Linked DNA regions of Hordeum vulgare: region 2 is linked to region 1. Evidence: chromatin contacts called from public Hi-C data. All regions are on one chromosome and are shown on one strand. Each heading gives the region's core, a stretch centred on a gene start, on an enhancer-like site or on the middle of the called end of the contact. The rest is flanking DNA. Distances are from core to core; before and after follow the strand shown.

What was found. Hi-C and Micro-C count contacts between places; a contact is called where the count stands out from the background.
Region 2: a Hi-C map of leaf shows a contact between it and region 1, with 4 times the contacts expected there. The contact joins two enhancer-like sites. A contact is called at or near these places in 2 of 6 Hi-C or Micro-C datasets (leaf and seedling).

The regions. Positions count from the first base shown.
Region 1 is chr2H:587,463,530-587,468,337 of MorexV3_pseudomolecules_assembly, reverse strand. No RefSeq gene overlaps it. Among protein-coding and RNA genes, the nearest start is that of LOC123427482, 100 kb to the left of the region's middle. Within about 2 kb of position 2,862, at least 1 of the 3 cell types and tissues checked has open chromatin away from gene starts, as enhancers often do. A contact at or near this core is called in leaf, where this site is marked.
Region 2 is chr2H:587,518,209-587,523,016 of MorexV3_pseudomolecules_assembly, reverse strand. No RefSeq gene overlaps it. Among protein-coding and RNA genes, the nearest start is that of LOC123427482, 47 kb to the left of the region's middle. Within about 2 kb of position 2,341, at least 1 of the 3 cell types and tissues checked has open chromatin away from gene starts, as enhancers often do. A contact at or near this core is called in leaf, where this site is marked.

The sequences.
Region 1 (4,808 bases), core at 1,613-4,112:
CCCATAGGCCTTGAGGGTGGCGCACCAGCCCTTAGTGGGCTGGTGGGACAGCCCAAAAGGGCCCTATGCGCATTGGAAGAAAAATCAAAGAGAAAAGAAAAAAAAGGAGGAGGTGGGAAAGGAAAGAAGGACTCCACCCACCAAACCAAGTAGGACTCGGTTTGGGGGGGAGTCCTTCCCCCCTTTGGCTCGACCGACCCCCTTGGGGCTCCTTGAGCCCCAAGGCAAGGTCCCCCCTCTCCCACCTATATATACGGAGTTTTTAGGGCTGATTTGAGACGAGTTTTCCACGGCAGCCCGGCCACATACCTCCACGGTTTTTCCTCTAGATCGCGTTTCTGCGGACCTCGGGCGGAGCCCTGCTGAGACGAGATCATCACCAACCTTCGGAGCGCCGTCACGCTGCCGGAGAACTCTTCTGCCTCTCCGTCTCTCTTGCTGGATCAAGAAGGCCGAGATCATCGTCGAGCTGTACGTGTGCTGAACGCGGAGGTGCCGTCCGTTCGGCACTAGATCGTGGGACTGATCGCGGGATAGTTCGCGGGGCGGATCGAGAGACGTGAGGACGTTCCACTACATCAACTGCGTTCACTAACGCTTCTGCTGTACGGTCTACAAGGGTACGTAGATCACACATCCCCTCTCGTAGATGGACATCACCATGATAGGTCTTCGTGCGCGTAGGAAATTTTTTATTTCCCATGCGACGTTCCCCAACAAAGAGTGCATCAAGATGTAGGAAAATAAGATATGCACTCAAGACAAATCCTTTCACGAAGCCACAAAAAACTGAAAAAGGAAATGCAACGATGGACGCGAAAGAAAAGAGGATATCAATTAGAGATGTAACTTCTCTCATGTGTAAAAGATTCTAAGTAGAAGACAATCATGATGATATATATCCACAATTTTAAAACAATAGTTCAATGAACTATATCTCCTTATTAATTACCAAAACCATCCGAGGATTACTTGCACTTAAAATCCCAATTTTGAGTGTTTTCATTTTTTTAAAATCGCAAACTTTGCTTTCAAATATATGAACTATTTTCAAATTCACTAACTCTTATTAACTTTTACAAACTTTTTTAAATCCCATGAATTTTTCTTCAAATTCGTTAACAATTGATGAAACATTTTTCAATCCGCGACAACTTGAGCCAGTCTAACAAATGCCCCCGTCGATGTCGTCCCCTAGTTGGGCCAAGGCCTAAGCTTATTTTTCTTTTACATTTATTCATTTTTCTTTTCTATTTTTGTTAATTCATATCTCCCCTTTATAATTTAGTTATTATTTTTAAGCATTGCAAAAATTAAAATACTGTTTGTAGTAAAATGTTCTTTCTTTCAAATATTATTTACACTTGTAAAACGTAGACTAGAATTTCATTTTCTTCTATATTCAATTTTTTCTTCACAAATATAAGAAATGTTTTTGTTGTAGAAAAGCTTAATATTATTTATAAAACTATGTAGGGTGGAATTTGTGTTCAATATCAATTATTTTGAATTTATTAAGTGTTTTGACAAAAGTTTTCAAGTTTATAAAATTTTCATCATAATTTTAAATTACAAAATTGTTTACAATTTATTCCAAAATTGTTTAATTTTTTTTTTTAAATCATGATAGTTTTTTGAATTTTTGAACAATTATTCTAAAATACTAAATATTTTCCATATCTGAATATGTTTTTTCAAAAATGTTGAGAATTTATTCAATTTATGAATATTTATTGATTTTTTGAATTTTTTCAATTTAGAAACATTTTTAAAAATTCATGCACATCTTTTGAATAAGCAAAAGTATCATTCTTCCCAACTATCAATTTATTTAATTTTAGGAACTTATTTGAAATCCCAGACTATTAAAATTAGAAAAGTTAACGAAACGCAAAAGGAAAAAAGGAAACATAAGGTAAGTAAAAAAATAGGGCGCCTTTACATGTGCCTTGGTCGAAATGGCGTGCTAGCAAGCGTGGGGGTGCGATGTGCGTCTCCTCCTAATACGGCATCTCCTTTTTGGCACGTATGTAGCTCGTTGGGAGGTCCTATTCGACATATTGCACCCTTGGAGGAGACGCATCGCGCACATTTGTTGTGTTCCATTGACGGGCCTTCTATTTTTCCAATTTTGAACTTTTCATTTTCTTTTTTCTTTTTGGGATCTCTTTTCTATTCTAATTTTTATTACAAAAAAGTCACAAAATTTATTAAATGTGTGTATGGTATGCGCAATCAAGCATAAAATGTTCATATATTCCATAAAATCTTGAGGATTTACTTAAAAATCCCGTATGCAACAAGTGTTTATGATTTTCAAAACAGTTTAGGAAATCAGATATAGCTCACGTTTTTTGTGTATTCAATAAATTTTATGAAATTTAAAAATGATCACAAATTAAAATTTTGTCATGAATTTTTAAATGATGTGGTAATTTTAAGAATGTATATGTAATAAAAAAAAGTTCATCGGGCCAAAAATGTTTGTTGATTGAAGAGACTTGTCAAACCGTGAACAGTTTTTCAAAATCACGAACCTTTTTGGAAGATAGATCTTCTGAAAGGGTTCATTACGTTTAAAGAAAAATCACGGTTGAGGAATAATTATAACAAATTTGAAAACAAGATAAAAAGGAATGACAATATAATGAAGGGGAGAAAAAAAGAAAAAAACTGAAGAGAAAGAAACAGAAAAAAGAAAAAAGAAAAAACACCGGAAAGGAAAAGCATGGAATAAAAAAAAATAGTGGTTAACAATTCCCAACGGGCCAGCCCAAAAGAAATCCGAACGCTGTAGGTGGTACGCGCTAGGTCACTAACGAGCGACACATAATCATATTTGGCGTGTATGTCCCCTAATATAAATCTCGCTCCTACCCACCGAATGCATCCACGCCTTTTTGGACCATTCTTTTTAGGGATTTCTATCGAGGGATGCTATTTCGTGCTCGCGCGTTGAAACGCTCGGTTTCCGACACGACGGGGTTTCCATTCTAAGCTAACTTAGCATGACACGAGATCTTTTTTACGACGGCCCCACCCACCCCACGTGTTGAAATCAGGGGACAGAAAACATGGTACGAGGATGCGGGCCCATTGGTGAAACTCACGGGAGGGAAGAAATTATGATAGTACATGCATGGCCCTGCATCCGACATGGATAACTTTTCACGGCGCTTTGCTTATAGGAATCGGGCGTTGCGACACGTGAGCGTGAAAAAGTGATTTCGATTTCTACCCACCAGTTTTCGAAATGTTCTACAATATTCCCAAAGCCGGTTTATACATTTCCCTTTTTTCATTTAAGTATTTCCTTTTTGTTTATTTACCGTTTTGTTTTTCTTCATTTTTCCTTATTTTTTCATTTTATTTTTGTTTCTTGCGGAAGTCATTGATATTTTTGTACCCATTGTCTAATATTGTGAAAAAAAATGAAAATCATGAACTTTTTAAAAAGTTGTGAATATTTTGTTGAAAACAAGAATATTTTCCAAATTCATCAATATTTTATAATACCATGACCGTATTTTGAATACATGAATATTTTCTTCGATACATATTTTTTTACAATGATTTAAACATTTTTTAAAACCATGAACATTGTTGTTAAATCAATTTTTTTAGCAATTGCTGATTTTTTTAGGAAATTGGTGGACCATACACTGTAATTTACGAACCTGTTTTATACTCATGATCGTTTTTTGAATACATGATTTGTTTTCAATTGGCAAACATTTTGAAAAAGTTCAGTGTGCATTCGAGAAGTTTTCAACATATATTCAGATTAAATTTTCGACATGTATATGAAAGTTTAGTATACACATTGAACAAATTTAATCATTCGGCATCTATTTGAAAAATGTCCATGAATTTGGTAAAAAGCTCGCAAATTTGATTTTTTTTCTCCATAAGTTCAACAAATATCCAAAATTTGAAAACATGTTCATGATTTCAAAGAGAATATGCGTTGATTTGAGTAATGTTCATAATTTCAAAAAAAATTGAAAAATGTTTGCAAAAATTAAAAAGGTAGATGAAACTAAATAATAATAGGAAAAGAATTGAAACCAAAAATGAAAATCAAACTTATCAAAGAAATAGGTAGACATGCCGAGTGTCCTGCTAATCAAACCGGTGACCTCATGCTTTGAGGTTTGATGTACCTAATTTACGTTTGTGATTTTTGTTCTTCTAAATCTATGTACTTTTTCCAAAATTGATGTTTGTTTGTCAAACTTGACGATTTTTTTACTATTAAATACGAGAACGTTTTTCCAAATCAATTGATGTTTCCAAAAATGTTTTGTTTCCAGAATTGATGATTTTTTTAAAAACAATTAAATATTCTGAAAATTGTGATTTTTTAAATCTATGAAATCTTTTTCAAATACATGAACTTGTTAAAGAGTTTTTCAAAATTGATTACTCTTTTTGAAAAAAATTAACTTTCCAAAATCGATGAACTCTTTTTCTAAATTGATGTATTTTTTTCAAAATCATCAAAAAAATTAAGGTTTTTTTCCAAACCATGAACATTGTTTTCCAGATTCTTGTTTTTAAATAAATTATTTGTTTTTTCAATTTTTTTTTCAAATTGATGATTCCCCCCTCCAAATTCATGATTGATTTTTCAAATGTAAGCACGTTTTCGAAATTATTATTTTATTTTCTAAAAAATGAACATATTTTTGTAAAAATTATCAGTCAAATAGCCTAATGAGTAGCCCACTGTCATGGTCAACAACCAACTAGTGACCTGGGATCGGGGAGCTCCTACCCGCCGCTAGTTGCGGCTCGTTTTTTCTTTT
Region 2 (4,808 bases), core at 1,092-3,591, 55 kb before region 1:
AGTACTCAATCTCGTGATATACTTACTCCATTATTTATTTATTTTTCAGATGAACTTACTCCATGATGATCAGTGGAAAAACTGTACAGAGATATAGACTGCTGGAGCAATCCAATTCCAACAGGCCCGTTTGTCTTGGGCGGACAGGCCCCCCGTGTGGATGAAATAGAAACAAACAAAGAGAAGGTCGGGCTTTCATTGGTCGGGCCCACAAACAAGGAAACGTCGCATACCAAGCCAGCCCATTCTGAAAGCATCTCAAGCACACCCCGCAAAAGAGCGACCTGCAATAGGTCGCTGCGAAGCGATTTTGCAGGACCATTTGATGCATCAAAGATCAGATTTCGTATATGAAACTTAACAATTAAAAAAAGGTTCGTGGAAAACAACTACTACATCATTCATCAAACTACAACATGGTTCTTCATCAAACAACATAAGTTCTTCATACTACTACTAGGTAAGTGAAAGGGGATCTACAGGCCTGCAGCGTACCCGAGCCAATGCTACCAAAAACGACAGGTGCAGCGGCAACGACGCGGCGGAGGAGCCGGAGGAGCTCAGTCCTCGTCAGAGTCGAGGTCGATCCAGATCTTGTCCTGTTCGGCCTTCAGGACGTGCAGGTCCGCCTCCTTGGACGCGGTTGCCTGCGACGTCGTGACCCCTTGCTCGAGGAAGATCTGCTCGATCTCGAGCTCGCGACGGTTGCACGCGGCGTCCTCCGCCACCTTTCTCGCCGATCGCTCGATGATGGCGCGCATGAGGTGATCCTCCTGCCCCAGGGGCAGGTAGACCTCGGGGCCGATGACCCCTCCACGCAGCTGGCCGGCGTCATCCTCGAGCTTGACGGCGAGCGGCCCGAGCTCCTCCGCCCTTCTCTTCATCGGAGTGATGGTCCGCAAGGACGAGGCGCCTGCGGACGTACTCCCAACGCATGTGTTCTCACGCTCGTACTCCTCGAGCTCGTGGCGTTCGAAAGTCGGCGGCTGTAGGAGGCCATAGTTCAGCCACCTCCGTGATCCCCGCTTGTGTGCGGCGTCGGAGGCGCGGCAGCGACGACGCTCGGCGTCAACCCCTCCATTTCCGTGGTCGTCCATGGTTGGGACGACCCGCTGGTGGTTTTTTTTATCTCTTCGGCGGTGAGAAATTAGGGCGCAGTTGGAGTTCAATCGCGGCGGAGGATAGGGTTTGATCCGTAAACGCGTTGTGAAACCCCATATATGCCGGTTGGAGAGGACTTTTGCGGGCCGCGGTAAAAAATTTATGGGCCAGATGCGCGATACGGTTTCTGTTCTGGCCACTAAAACAGGCCAAACCCATATACTCGTTGGAATTTTGCGGGTTCGGTCCTTTTACGTGGTCTGCTAGAGATGCTCTCAAAGGAGCAACTAGTTAGGGAGCACTCCTTCCGAGCCTCCCGGATCGCTCTCACGTGCTGTCATTTGGCGCGCTCTCACCCACCGTCATTTGTCACGCTCTGAACGTTTTTTTTGGATTTTATTTTTTATTTTTTGCACGTGCTTTCGCTTTTTTAGAATGTTTATTTTTCTTTTTTTGTTGTTTCAGTTTTACATCAGTCCGTCTTAACTTTTCGATGGAGATATTTTTCTTCGTTTTTTATGTGAAAAAAATGCATTGTGATAAGCACGGTTTTGTTTTTAAGAGATGTACGTTTTTTCTTTCGCGAGAGGCATGGCCGTGTCTTTCGGAAATTAAAAAAAAACACATTTTCTGCTCTTTTTTCTGTCTACGAGAGGCATGGTTTTGCTTCTATGAAAGGCACGGCTTTGCTTCCACGGCGTGCCTCTCGAAAACGAAAAAGTGTAATTTTTCATGAGAGCCACGATTTTGTTTTCGCGAGAGACACGGACGTGTCTCTCGAAAACGAAAAAATATTTTTTTTTGTTTTTTTCGTGAAAGACACGAGTTTGTTTTCACTAGAGGCATCCCTCTCGGAAACGAAAAAAACGCGTTTGCTTTTTCTTCTATTCTATCTGTTTTTTCTCGTTCGGTTTTTTCGTGAAAATAAAATAAAATCTATCAACATGGTATCTAGTTTTAAAGATCTCAACGTGAAGAACTCAAAAGCAAAAATAAATCAAGATTTGGACGAATGATTTAAGAGATAAAACGTTTTAAAAATACGTATCTAAAAAAAGAGAAAAATCCCAGTTACGACAAGTGAAACACATGCAGTATGCAACTTGTCGCACCATGAAAATATGGAAATAAGTTTTGAAAAAAATACTCCTCAATTAGTGATTTTGCAATCTAGACCATCGACGGTCGTTGAGCCCATGCATGCATCCCTTTCCAGCCTCTCATGCATGCATCCCTTTCCAGCCATAGCGTTTTCCCTAGTTTGGCTACCCCCATTTAGTTGCTAGGGACAGATTGCCGTTGCACTCACCAGGTGACCAGGCGCACGTACTTTGATTTGGTCAGGTGGTCAGATAAATTGGGCGTGCGTAGCCCGTACGTGCAAGTCGAGTACAGTGTCAACGTCGACGCATTTGGCTCGTAGGGCTTCATGTGAAATGGAAACGGGGAAGATGGCATTTCGAGGAGAAATAAAATGTTTGGTAGCCTTGCAGATGGAGACGGTTCATAGTGCATGTACGACAAAGTGCTTTCACACATGATTCCAAGTTTATATTTCCATCTGAATAATTTTAGACTATAACTGAAGTTTTCTTTTCAGGATGTAACGGAACGTTGCAATAAGCAATGAAGAACGCAGAGTGAGGTCAAGGAGGACGAAGATAGAGACGACGCCCCTGCAATTGGACTCCGATTTTACTATTCTTTTTTCTTTGCAGAAAACTTCGATCCGGTTTTATACCATCTAATAAAAAGATGAATTCCCCTAAAAAAGATGGAGCAGAGGGAAGAACTTTTGGACTACTAACACAATGCCCGTGCCTTGGTACGAAGCCATAAAAACAATGATGTGATACTATTGGCTTAGGAAATCATCCAAAGATGATGATGTCTTACGTCTATTGCATGGTTTATGATTAAAAAGGGAACGTAAATATAACAAAAGGTCATGCTATAGTCACTGATGATTTTAAGAGTATTGTAGGTCCTTTGCAACATTTACAGTGAGATAACATTTTAAATTCTGAAACATAGGCGAAGGGACATGAGTAATTTCAGTGCACAAGGTCATGGATTTTGTAGGAGGACAGCGTTTATGACCATGTTGAAATTGCAATGTGGCCACTCTCTTCTATTATGCTATAAAACTGGATGAATTGATTGGATAGAGAAATTAAGACCATGATTTTGAATTGGAATCGTATGCATTTAAAGTTTGTATTTTTATAAGTGTTATGCTCATATTAGGATAGCAGCTACTTGTTTATCTGGGATGTCATATGTCTCACAACAATACCATTTGTTTATTACATCTTTTGGAAGGTTGCTAGTCTCACATGCTGATAGAAGTGCATTTGTTTATTTATATGGTTTCACATATGGACTCACCACCAACTCCAACCTTTATAAGAAGGAAAGATTATCCACCAACTCCGTCCAGCATGAGTGATCAGTAAAAAAAGAAAAGAAAAGAAAATATAGGTATTCAAAGATAAGGTAAAGCACTAGCTAATTTATTTATTCTTCAAATATACTGGTTATATTATCAGTTGGATCACGTAAGAATGAGCCAAGTCAATTGTCTTCAAGCGGGTAGCATAGTGAACATCGCCCATATCGTGTAGCAATCTATCGTGGTCATAGAAACAAAAAAATGGAGATCCAAGACAAACCTCAGATGGAGCTTTCGCCGGTTTGGGCCCTGTCCTTGATCCGGTAGGAAACAAACTGCCGCCAACGCTCGACGACAGTTTAAACACTGTGCAACATAACTACATATCACATTGTTGCATGTACTTATACCTTTATTAATTCTTTCACTGCAGAAGGTGAACGCTGCACATAATCTATACATATACAACTACTTCCTTTCAAACCTCAAATCTCTTCAACTAAGATAGACTGTGAGTGGATGAAACGAGTTTTTTGAATACAAAATTATCTAATAAAATATTCCTCACTTATTCAACTTCGGAGACAATAAGTGCAACAACCTCTCTTTCTTATTGGATTTCCATGATGCATGTAGGAAAAAAACATGTATTATCAATCATTTCCTCATTTTTATTAAATACTGCCTCCGTTTCTAAGTATAAGTCTTTTTAGATACTTCACTATGGACTATATACGGATGTATATAGACATATTTTAGAGTGTAGGTTCACTCATTTTGCTCCGTATGTAGTTCGTAGTGAAACCTCTACAAAGACCTATATTTAAAAACGGAGGGAGTATGATGTGGGACTCTAAGCTCTTTTACTCAATTGGAATCAAAATGAGCCTTGTCTAGTAGAAATCTGTTTTTTTAAAGATAAATCCTCTAAACCGGAAAGGAGGGAGTAACTAACAGTGGATCAGGTAGACATTTGGTATGAATGTAGTAGCTTCTGCTTGCTATTATGTGTCATGTTATGGTCATCGCGCTCGACCCATCCTCACTCCCGAATATCAGTGGATTGTCTTCAAGCGGGCGGTATAGTGAGCCCCGTGCGGGAGAACATCGCCCATATCGTGTACCAATCCATCGTGGTCACAGAAACAAAAAAATGAGATCCGACCTGTTGATCGATCTGGGCCATGCACCCATGCAAGACCAACCTCAAGATGGAGCTTTCGCTGCTTTGGGTCCTGTCCTTGATCCGGTAAGAATCAAACTGCCGCCAAGGCTCGACAACGGTTTAAACACTGTACATCACAGCTACATTTCA